2 separate regions of the Mus musculus genome follow, and region 1 is linked to region 2. Evidence: chromatin contacts called from public HiChIP or PLAC-seq data. All regions are on one chromosome and are shown on one strand. Each heading gives the region's core, a stretch centred on a gene start, on an enhancer-like site or on the middle of the called end of the contact. The rest is flanking DNA. Distances are from core to core; before and after follow the strand shown.

The links. HiChIP or PLAC-seq counts read pairs in DNA pulled down with a chosen protein or histone mark.
Region 1: an H3K4me3 HiChIP or PLAC-seq map of embryonic stem cells shows a contact between it and region 2, with 24 read pairs. The contact joins the enhancer-like site here to the promoter of Strip2 in region 2. A contact is called at or near these places in 6 of 39 promoter capture datasets (the 3T3-L1 cell line, the HPC-7 cell line, cranial neural crest and 3 more), 1 of 484 Hi-C or Micro-C datasets (olfactory sensory neurons), 3 of 115 datasets of contacts at active chromatin or transcription factors (embryonic stem cells and neural tube) and 3 of 9 other capture datasets (adipose tissue, liver and pancreatic islet).

Annotation. Positions count from the first base shown.
Region 1 is chr6:30,025,064-30,031,062 of GRCm38.p6, reverse strand. No RefSeq gene overlaps it. Among named protein-coding and RNA genes, the nearest start is that of Nrf1, 20 kb to the left of the region's middle. Within about 2 kb of position 4,167, at least 59 of the 459 cell types and tissues checked have an H3K27ac peak or open chromatin away from gene starts, as enhancers often do. A contact at or near this core is called in adipose tissue and embryonic stem cells, where this site is marked.
Region 2 is chr6:29,915,582-29,921,766 of GRCm38.p6, reverse strand. Strip2 (striatin interacting protein 2) reads right to left here and starts at 4,754. Exons shown (of 21, transcript NM_177204.3): 1 at 4,537-4,754; 2 at 1,236-1,305. The coding sequence starts at 4,692.

The DNA of each region.
Region 1 (5,999 bases), core at 2,918-5,417, 110 kb before region 2:
TTGTAAGAGTTGTTTTGGCCATGATGTCTATTCATAGCAGTAAAACCCTAAGACACACATAAAAACATATAATAAAGAACAAACACCAAGCATCCATTTACCCCTTATTATTGCTTATTTTTTTTCCTCATTGATGCATTTCTGATGCAGACTAAGTCTATGTATTTTGATGGGCCGGGTTTCCTTTCAAATCTCTCATCTCTTTTCATGTAGTTTCCTCTATCTTGTATTTCCATCTGTTTGTTTGTTTATTTGTTTGTTTTGAGACCGGGTTTCTCTGTATAGCCCTGGCTGTCCTGGAACTCACTTTGTAGACTAGGCTGTCCTCGAACTCAGAAATCCTCTTGCCTCTGCCTCCTGAGTGCTGGGATTAAAGGCGTGCGCCACCATGCCCGGCTATCTTGTATTTCCGTAAAATTCTTTTTGTCACTGGAGAAACTGAAAAGTGGCACTGGAGAGTGTCACATAATTGGGATTTTTCTGATTGCATCTCTTTTAGGTCTACACACTTGATTTGATTTTTGTTCAAATATCTGGGTGGAGCACGATTACTCCTTTGGTGCTGTGTGCCTTCCTTAGTGGGAATATAACACCAAGCTATCTCTCTTTGATGTTCCTCGATAGCTTCATTACCACTTCATAGAGGGCTTGTGAGATGGCTCCACAGGTAAAGGTGTTTGCCACCAAACCTGAGGACAAGATCCTCAGAACCCACAAGCTAGAATCTGTGTCCCTGCAGGCTGTTCTTTGACTGTACACATGCACTATGGCCTAACTATGACCACGGGTACACAGTAAACTATATAAAAAGCCAAACACGGGCCTGTTGTTGCAAGCCTTTCATCCCAGCCCTGGCAGTATCTCTGTGAGGCCAGCCTGGTCTACAGTATCTCTGTGAGGCCAACCTGGTCTACAGAGCTAGTTCTGCTACACAAAGAAACCTTGTCTCAAAAAAAGAAAAGAAAAAAGAAAAAAAGAAAAACACCTAACTTAAACAAACAAACAAACAAAAACACAAAACAAAACAAAAGAATAAAGGGACACATAGCCCTTACTTTGCTTTGAAGGTACAGTGATCTCAATTCTTGGTCTCCCGGTTCAAGTAGGATAGACCTCACCCCTAACTAGTAGTTTTGTAGTTTTGAGACCGGGTGCCTAAGCAAAAATCCTGGCCAGAGTCACCCTTCACCTCCTGAATGAACTCACCATAGAGATGAGTTTCATTAATGGACGGCATGCATAGGCTTTTCCTAGAGAGCAGAAAGGAGTCCCGTCCACCTCTGTATCTCTGGCTTCTTCCTTTTTGGATTCAATCAATGGTGGATCAAAATACGCAGAAAAAATAAAATGTGCATCTGTACTGAACATATGTACTTTTCTGGCTCATTATTGTCCAAAATGCACAGTCTGACTACTCTCTACAGCATTTGCCTTGTATTAGGGATTGTACATGGTAATTTTCTGTCGTAATAAAATATTATAACCAAGGCAACTTACAGAAGGAAAGGTTTCTTTGGGCTTCTGGTTCTAGAGAGCCAACAGCTCATCCCTAGAGCTGGAGAGATGGCTTAGCAGGTCAGAGCACACAGAGGACCTGGATTTAGCTCCCAACACCTACTTGTTGACTCTCAACTCTCTGTAACTCCAGGTTCAGGCCCTTTGAGGCCTTATTCTTGCCTCCTAAGGCACTGCATGCACACAGTGCAGTTACACACATGCAGGCAAAACACAGAATAAAACTAATACATTTTTTTTAAAAGAAGAGACTCCATCAACATCACGGTGGGGGAAGCATGGCAGCAGGCAGGCCTGGTGACTGGATCTGAGAGCTGAGACCAGAGAGTTCACACCTCAAGCTACAACCTGGAGGCAGAGAAAGCATAGTGGGGGTCGCCAGAGGCTTTGACCGCTCAGAGCCCACCTCCACATTTCATTCAAACTACCACAATAAGTAATCTAGAGATGATTCGAAGTGTATGGGAGGATATGGCAGGTCTTAGAACCACTTTGAACCATTTTCTAAAAGGGATTTGAGAGCCTCTTGTAGAGTTTAGGATTCATGGGGGATCCTGGAACAAGGAAGGAAGAGTTGTACTGCTTTCATGTTATTGTTATCTGGGAAACAACTTAGTAGGCACCTACTGTGGGCCTAGCTATGGTAAAACAATTCCTAGCTCCGACTCTGGCTTTTACCTACAGCTATCGTCATTAAAGTACAGCCAAGAAAGTAATGGTCCCACAAGGAAGGTGCTAAATCTTACCGAGTTCTTTTGAGGATGTAGAACTGTGTGACTCTTTCTGGGAGACTAGAACAATTGTCTGTTCTGCCAGAGACTAGCTGAATAAAGCAATGAGATTACGGATTCACAAGGGTGTGGCTGACAGTTTACTTGGAGCAGGAAGGATGACTCAAAGGCAGCTGTACCTCCAAAATGCCCACCCCCTGCGTGAGTGACAGCTCACAACCTGTAGGTAGTCCCACAGTAGGCTCTTCTCCCAAGCAATTGTTACCGCTTATACAACTTTGGGTGTGGGTGGGTGTGTTGGGGGTGGATGTTTCAGTAGCTTTCTAAGACTTGTAAATTGTGTTTGCTTCCTGAGTCTTATAAATTTCCTTTCTCCCCGCTCCAGGAGGGACTGATTCACTCCAGAGGAAACCACTACTCAACAACAGACTGAAAATGTACAAAGCTGGAGTAGGCAACAGTATGCTTGTTAGCTCCATAGCAACCAGAGAACCCCTTGTCAGTTCACAAAGGTCTCTGCTACAAAAGAATAAACCAGGGGCTGGAGAGATGGCTCAGCTGTTAAGTGCACTGACTGCTCTTCCAGAGGTCCTGAGTTCAAATCCTAGCAACTGCATGGTGGCTCACAACCACCTGTAATGAGATCTGATGCTCTCTTCTGGTGTGTCTGAAGACAGCTACAGTGTACTTATGTATAATTAATAAATCTTAAAAAAACAAAAATATAAGAGTGAACCAGCATGTGAGGTTCACAAGGACGGGACACTGGGTCTGAAGTCATTTCTCCTCGCTGACATTCACAGCATCTTTTCCATTGAGCCGCTGAATGTACTGCCAGAAAAAGTCCCGTCCCCCCCCAATGATGATAAGGATGCAAAAATCGAAACCAAACCAAACCAAAAACCCTGCGCACATTACCCCTGGCAAGGGCAAGCTGCCTTAAATTGCTTAGATTTTGATGCTAGCTCACAGCAGTTTTCACCAAGCAGGTTAACAGAAGAGAGGATACAGTTTCCATCAGAGGAGCAAGTGGGAATCCAAGGGAATGGTATAGGACAGCTCTACTGGACATTTCCCAGCTCCATCCCAACCACCACGTGGACGTTCCTGGGATGGCTCTAATGTCAGATTCTGTATCATTCAGTTTATCTTGATCTTTCTCTTCTCTCTCCCCACGTCCCCATCCTTAGTTTCTTTCTTCCTTCCTTCCTTTCTCTCTCTCTCTCTCTCTCTCTCTCTCTCTCTCTCTCTCTCTCTCTTTCTTTCTTTTTCGAGACAGGGTTTCTCTGTATAGCCCTGGCTGTCCTGGAACTCACTTTGTAGACCAGGCTGGCCTCGAACTCAGAAATCCACCTGCCTCTGCCTCCCGAGTGCTGGGATTAAAGGCATGCACCACCCCCGGCCTTAGTTTCTTTCTTGACAGTCTCATATATTCTAGGCTATAAACTCATTACCAGGCAAGACTCCCGTGGCCCTCTGACCCCATCTCCTGCGTGATGGGATTATAGGGATGTGCCTGCCCTCAGCTCCTTAGTTATCATGAATTTTTACTTTAGAAAAAACAGTCAGAACCTGTGTGTAGCCGTGGGTGTCTGTAATCCCAGCACTTGGAAAACTGAGGAAAAAAAGATTGTTTGGAGGTCAAGGTCAGCCTGGGCTACAACCCTACTACACCCCGCCCCGTGTTCCAACCCTACAACAGCATAAAAGTAGGCATGGTGGCAATGCTTGAAATTCCAGAGGGGGAGGCAAAGTAATCAAAAGATCAAAGTCATTGTCAGTCAAGTAACTACTGAGAGGAAGGCGGGCCTGGGCTCGGGGAAAGTTGCTATGAAGCGGGTGGGGCTTAGAGGCGAGGAGGAAGGAGAAAGGATTCCTTCACTGCACTCAGATTCTAGCTCCACTCAGACAAACTTGTTTCCAGGCTGGAGTACTTCCTGTCCGGCTCCAGGCCCCACCCTATGGCCTCGGGCTCCATTTCCTCTTAAGTCACGCACCCGCTGGTTTTAGTTTTAGTGTTTTCCCCCTTTCAGAAATGTGTCTGATAGTTACAACTGTGTCCGTCCATCTGTTTCTTGGCAGAAAAACTTTGGGGGTCCCTTAGGCTTCTTCCCATTTACCCTATCTCTCAGTTCAAGCTGTTAGTGTTCCTGCTGTAATAAAATTCTGGGGTTGAGGTTGGGTGTGGTGATGTATGGCTTTAAACCCAGCACTCAGATCTCTGCGAGTTCAAGGCTAGTCTGGACTACACTGAGAGCTCCAGGACAGCCAGAGCTTTGTAGGGAGACCCTGTCTCAAAAAGCAAAGCAAAATAACACGTGTACACACGCACGCACACACACACACACACACACACACACACACAAAACCCTCAGGTGGAAAGACAGCTTAGCAGTTGTTCCTATAGAGGATCCGGGGTCAGTCAATTCCTAGCACACACATGGTGGCTCACTTCTACCTGTACTTCTAGTTCTAGGGGGATCTGACTCTCTCCACTGGCCACTAAGGGCAGCAGACATGTACGTGGTATATATATATATATATATATATATATATATATATATATATATATATATATATATATATGTAGAGAGAGAGAGAGAGAGAGAGAGAGAGAGAGAAAGAGAGAGAGTCAGACAGACAGACAGACAGTCATATCTAGAAAATAAAAGGGTCTGAAGAGATAGTTCAGCAGTTGAGAGCACTTGCTATTCTTGCAGAAGAACTGAATTCAGCTCCTAGCGACTACATTTAGCAGTTCTAAACTGCCCTTAACACCAGCTCCACGGGATTTCAACACCTTCTTCTGGCCTCTGAGGTCACCAGCACATCAATGGCATACATTCACACAGATGCAGGAAACAGACACATTTAAAAAAAAAAGAAAGAAAGAAAAAGAAAAAAAAAAAAGAAAAGCCAGGCGTGGTGGCGCACGCCTTTAATCCCAGCACTCGGGAGGCAGAGGCAGGCAGACTGAGTTTGAGGCCAGCCTGGTCTACAAAGTGAGTTCCAGGACAGCCAGGGCTATACAGAGAAACCCTGTCTCGAAAAACCAAAAGAATAAAATAAAAAAATAAAATAAAATAGGGGCTGGAGAGATGGCTCAGCGGTTAAGAGCACTGACTGCTTTTCCAGAGGTCCTGATTTCAATTCCCAGCAACCACATGGTGGCTCACAACCATCTGTAATGAGATCTGATACCCTCTTCTGGCGTGTTGGAAGACAGCTACAGTGTACTCATATGCATACAATAAATAAATCTTTTAAAAAATAATAAAGTAAAAATAAAATTCTTACCAGGTATAGTGGTGCATGCCACTGGAGAGGCAGAGGCAGAGGCAGAGGCAGAGGCAGAGGCAGAGGAGGGAGAGGCAGAGGCAGAGGCAGAGGCAGAGGCAGAGGCAGAGGCAGAGGAGGCAGGCAGAGGCAGAGGCAGAGGCAGAGGAGGCAGGCAGAGGCAGAGGCAGAGGCAGAGGCAGAGGCAGAGGAGGCAGGCAGAGGCAGAGGCAGAGGCAGAGGCAGAGGCAGAGGCAGAGGAGGCAAGCAGAGGCAGAGGCAGAGGCAGAGGCAGAGGCAGAGGAGGCAGGCAGAGGCAGAGGCAGAGGGCAGAGGCAGAGGCAGAGGCAGAGGCAGAGGGCAGAGGCAGAGGAGGCAGGCAGAGGCAGAGGCAGAGGCAGAGGAGGCAGGCAGAGGCAGAGGCAGAGGCAGAGGCAGAGGCAGAGGAGGCAGGCAGAGGCAGAGGCAGAGGCAGAG
Region 2 (6,185 bases), core at 3,505-6,004:
TAGTGGTTAGGAGCGCTGGCTGCTCTTCCAGAGGACCTAGGTTCAATTCACAGCACCCACATGGAAGCTCACCATGTCTGTAACTTCAATTCTAGGGGATCAAACACCTTTACACAGACATACGTGCAGGTAAAATACCAATGCACATAAAAAAAATGAAAAAAAAAATCAAACCTTGAACATCTTTTCAGACAGACAGACACAGACACAGGCACAGACACTTTTGTGGTTCTGTGGATTCAACAGAGAGCCTCATACATGCCCCTATATATATCTACTGACTTTCTGACTTTCTTTCCTGTGAGTTCTTATTCTCCGTCTAGTTCTCTAACAGATTAGTCATCTCTCTTTTGTTTATCTCTTTCTTTCTCCACAGACTCAGATTCTAGATTCTAATCCTTTGTTCGTTATTAAACCTCAATATTTCTGTCACTCACTGCAAAATTTATTCACTGTGCTTATTCACCAGAGCTTCTGCAAAAATGTTTGTCTTTTTATCTGAAAAAGCGTGTCTCAAAGTGTCATTTCCATGTGACAGAATATTTAACTTTCACACCATCTCTACCCAAAGCTCATTTATTAATAACTAGCATTCATAGCACGTGTGGTATGGAGGCCCTCAATGTGAGGAGATCACGTTTGCCCTATTCTAAAATTCCAGACAGGAAGCAGCAGCCCAGAACTGAGAAAAGAATGGAATCATTTAACCCCAACTCAAATACCTACAGCAGAGCTTGACCATGACTGATGTAGGTGAGATGGCCAGCCTTACCCAGCCAGCCAATTACCTATAATCTCCTTCTGCTGTGGCTGGAATTTTAATAAGGGCAAGTACTAGGAGAAAGATTAGGATGGGTAGACAGAGATAGAATGTTATTTTTAAAAGAAAGGTGGCAGAGAGAATAGATATGCGAACACATTGATTATAGGAAGAGAGAGGTGAATACTGGAAAGTGGAGAGAACTGATCTGAGAGCAAATCAGTGCAGCAAAAGAAAAAGAATTACCAGGAAAGAGGAATAGACTGAACAAATGAAGACTACTAAGATCAAGAATTTACAGAAGGAGATATGAAAGAGGCACTTTTGTTGGGTTGGGGAAAGGAAGATAATGGTAACAGCCCTTCTTCATAGCCCTTTGCTAAGACCAGACAAGCTGTCACAGACACTACAGGCCTGTTCCCTCTCCCCCTGACCACATTTCACTCCCGCTCTCTACTGACCCATCTATTCATACCTGACAATTCTGCTGCATGCCCGTCTGAATCTCCATATTCAAACTCCAGAGTAGGGCAGTCCACAGAGCCCTATAATAGAGAAAAATTTCTGGTAATGGGAAAAGAGGTTGCCAAAGAAAGAATATACATCAATTTCGCTTTTTTCAAAAAACGAAGTAAATGGCTCAGGAATGTGATTCTTCTCTGGCCTTCACACACATGCGCACACAAGTACCCATCCAACTGCACAGAAAGAAAGGGGTGGGGTGGGGGTGAGAAGATTCCTGAAACAATGACCTGCAGTTTGATATAATGAAAAAAAAATGGCTTTGCTCAGGCTTGGTGGTTCATGCCTTTGATCCTAGCACCTAGGAGGCAGAGATAGGTGGATCTCTGAGTTATGAGGCCAGCCTGGTCTACACAGTGAGTTTCGGGACAGCCAGTTCTATACAGAGAAACCCTGTCTCAAAACAATAAAACTGTGCTCTTAGACATGTGCATCTTAGGATGGTGACTCTTAGAAAGAACACAGTCTCTATACCCATCTGAGCCCATACCTTGTCTATGAGTTTCTTCTATTTGGACGTTTCTGATTTGAACCTTTTATTTAAAAATTAGAATCTTAAATATAAACACCCCAGAGTTCAGTCATTCTAGCAAATTATCGTTCAAACTTGAAAGGGGTAATAGTAACCTGAGTTTACAGTTGGCCAAATAGAAATGTATACCATCTAGGAACTTCAGTTGTGGCTTGCATATGAATTGGGGGCAATCTTGTATGTTCACTACATCTGGGCAATTAGTGTCAGAATTGAATTCATTTGTAGGACATTCAGTTGGCATCAGTAACTATTGTTGGAAAATGCTCAGTTTTCTCACCCATAAAATAGGACAATAGTAAGGTTTTCTTCACTGGGTCACTGTAAAGACTAAGAGTTAAGTACAAGAAATGCCCTTATCATGCATATCTATCTATCTATCTATCTATCTATCTATCTATCTATCTATCTATCTATCTATCTATATCTTGATTTGTGCCAATTGTAATTCTCTTCTAGCAAAATTTTCAGGAGTTCTAGGAAAAGAAAACTATTTTCCCTAAGGATTTTCTTTACTGGAAAACAAAGAGGGAAGGAAAAGCAGATTTGGGCACTGCAAAGATGACAGGGGACGTACTAACAGTCATACCCTTTGCCTTAGAAGGTGGAAGTAACACTAATTTTTCCAGCAAGGCTTTTGGAGGCAATGAGCCCAGACAGAGATGATTACTGCAGTTGTTCATTTCCAAGCATGAAGAATGCAGCTGCGGAAAGTCAGGAGGTGAAACTCCGGGGAGCCACACTGAGCTCACTGGCAAAAGCAACACACTACGAGAGCCTTTTTCCTGCAGGGGACTGAGACAGGTGGGGATTGTGCCATGCCTCTACTTCAGAAGGAAGACCCAGCCTATCACTCTGGGGTCATTTATTTGCATATTGTGTCTCCCCACCTTTCCTGGAATGCTTGCTCTAGAAGGGCAAAGACCCTTCTGCCTTATTCACTGATATATCATTAACATCTTGTAACTTCATTGCTAGCCCCTCAAAATATTTGATCAAGAACAATGTTTCACTTCCTCCGTTTTGAGCTGTCCTCCAACATGGCCTCACCACCACAATAGTCCTCTGAAACCATGAGCCAAGATTAAACTTTTCCTTCATCGAAAAACACACCAATGTCTCTCTTGAGGAAGGAGGTATAAGGCACTTTTAAAAGAAAATCCCTACAAAGAAACCCTGTCTGTACAAGATGGTGACTTTGGGGGCAGTTTCCCCTGCTCCATTTACCTTTTAGGAACTAGGAGACGGGGGTGAGAGCTTAATGGCAGTGTATATGCTAGTGTTGGTCTCTGTACAACAAATAACCAAATAGACAGATTGATCACTTTGGAAACTGTGAAATACTATTTAAATGAATCACCACAGACTAGGACTCCCTCTGCCCCTTAACGAGAATGATGACAGTTATAAGTACTGACCAATTAATTATATGAACTGTTTAAAAGGCTTTGTGTTCGATTATCTCAACCTTCTGAGTTATTCAGTGGTAACTGTTTTACAAAAGAAACTAGGTTAGTTAATTTGCCTAAAGCCACACAGATAATAAATGGAGGTACTGAAACAGACAGACAGACAATTGGCCAGACAGACACTGAAACTTGGTGGTTTTGGCCATTCACTGTCAGCCAAGTGTCTGATCTCAGGAGAGTTGGTTTTATCTCTTTTACCTTTTGTCTCTAGATGACCAGACCCCTTTTCTGCTGCTGGGGATCAATTTAGAGTCTTGTGTAAGCTACACAAGCACTCCATCACTGAGCCACATCCCCCCAACTCCGTGGCTTCTACGTAGTAAAATGAAAGGTTAGGCTCACTGTGGTAGCATATTTTGTAATCCTAACACCTGAAAAACAGAGGCAGGAGGATCAAAGCTCTCCTCAGTTACACAGTGAGTTCAAGCCCAGCCAGGGCAAGTTGTCAATAGACGTTGCCATGGGCTGTCTCAAATAATTAAATCCAGATGAAATCGAATCAAATAAAGGCTAAACCAGATGACCTTCACATCCCCTTCCACATACATTTCGTTCCCCCTGAGTCCCTGCTTGTATGCAGTTTTGCTCTTGGTTGATAGATGGAATATGGCTAGATAAAATGTAGGGGAATAATAATAATTCATTCCTTTCCATGTCCCAAGTTAGTTTTTTTTGGTTTTGGTTTTGTTTTTTTCCTAAGAAAAGGTGGAAGATATTTAAATAGCCATCCCATTAGCTGCATCCTGGGACTGCTACTCTCAAACGTCGCCCTGGTCCTATCCCAGCTTGAATCCTGTCTTTCAACCCTCCTAGAAAAGGGGCGAGCTGTTCGCGGAAGGCGCTCCCTAAGCCACCGCCATCACCCGAGGGCAGGAGATATAGCAAGGGGAAGGCTGGTGCTCCAGGCTGGTCTGGTCCAGTCCAGTGCCAGTTGCTGCAGTGTGAAGAGGGAGGGCGTGCTGCCCGCCAGCCCACCCTCCCCTCCCGCGGCAGAGCTCGGGCTCCCGCCCCTCCGTCCAGTCCCTGCACCTCTATGCGCTGGTTCCCCATCGGTACACCGGGATCCAAATTCCGGCTTCACCGGGCGGCAGCTGTCAAGTATCTGGAAAGTATCTGTTACGCTCTTCGCGCCGGTTAGGAAAACCGCAGGCCAAGGCAAGAAAGCGGGCGACCCGCAGCGGGAAGGGACCGGGCTGAGGGCCGCTCCACCTCAGCCGCCGCTTCCCGCTGGCGGATACCTCCGGGTTCCTCACCTCCGACTCCCGCCGCTGGTTGCGGAACGTTTCCCTGCCCTTGGGCACGGCCGGCTTCCCTTTGCCGCCGTTGCCGTTCCCGTTCCCATTGCCGTTCCCGTTGCCGTTGTCATTAGCAGGAGAGCCGGCGGGCCCCGGTGCCGCGGGGTCGTCCATGCTGGGAAGGTTCCCTTCAGCGGTTCGCCTCAGCGGCTCCCTACCGTAGCTCCAAGATCTCTGCCCAGGGCGACCCCGCCACAGCGCGCGCCCGGGACCAGGCCCCGCCCCCTGAACTCCGATTGGCTGTAACTACTCTCCGAGGCCCCGCCCCGAGATGCGATTGGCTAATCAGCCATCCAGAGGCGGGGGCTCTTTCAAGGAATATTTTCCCCATGGACCCCCGGCATTTTTACTGCTCAGTTGCTGGTAGCCTGGGACTAGTAGACTCCACGTCCAGCTCCACGATTCGAATTCTGAACCCTGAGCGCAAGGCGGCTTAGCTCCGTGCTGCATGCTCTTTTCAGTGCTGTTCCTGTCCCACATAGCAGCCTTTTCCTGAGAGCCCTAGTCCATCCCTGGTCCAAAGTGCCTACGTTTCGGCGGTACTAGACCCGGACCCCCTCATCCAGGCTGCTGCACGCCTGTGACATCCCGCTTTGTCGCAGAAAGGGCTTGGCCTTCAGGATAACCTGAGCCACCACACCATAAACTTACCCTCTCAGGAAGCTTTCGGAAGAGAACTCTTGGAGGAGAGAATGAGAGTTGCGGGGAGGGACCTAACTGAAATCCCTGAGGGCTGCTCCCTGTCATTTGTCCCTAGCTGTGTGGGCGCCTTCTTTTTGGTGCGAATAGATGGCAAGCTCCCACCCTCACCCGCTGCTCTTTCCTTCCCATTTCTAAAACAATCCTAATCTAAGTCTAAGATGTTGAGTTCGATCCCCGGGTCCTCACTTGGTGGAAGGAGAGAATGAACAGCCAAAAGTTGTCCTTTGACACCAGACCTCCACACATGCTCCTGGTGTCCTCCCCGATTCCCATATACAAACAAATAAATATTTAAATTGAAAAGAAAAAAAAATCCTACGCCCTAAGAGCTAAAAGTAACCAGAAGGTAACCGGGTAGTTGAAGGCTGTGGATTCGGCTCTCTCCCGAATACAATTTAAATATATTGGCAGGTCTGGCTTGACAATGGATGAAGGGAATGGGAGGGACCAAATCGCTATGGTAACCCATGACTTTAAGACAGTGAAAGGATCATTGAGTTGGGACTGTGCCAAGCGTTGTATGTGTTTTCTTGGTACCACACCTCTTCCGGACAGGTTATTTTTTACGAATCCAGTTTTTATTGATGAGGAAATTCTGAAGCACAGAGAACACCCAAGGATTACATTAAGTCTTGTCTCAGTGTGGTAAGTATGCTGCTCTATAGAAGAAACTTCCGTTCACTTGGTTTACTTCAGTCTTGGCGTTTCAATTGCTGTGATAAAAATCCATGACCAAAAGTAACTTGGGTAAGAGAGGGTTTGTTTCATCTGATAGCCTACAGCTCATTACCTAGGGAAGCAGGAACTGTGCTTTCTGGCTTGTCCCTCCTCGCTTTTTAATACAACTGCTTACAGTGAGCCAGGCCCTTCCACATCAACCATCAGCCAAGAAAATGCCCCATAAA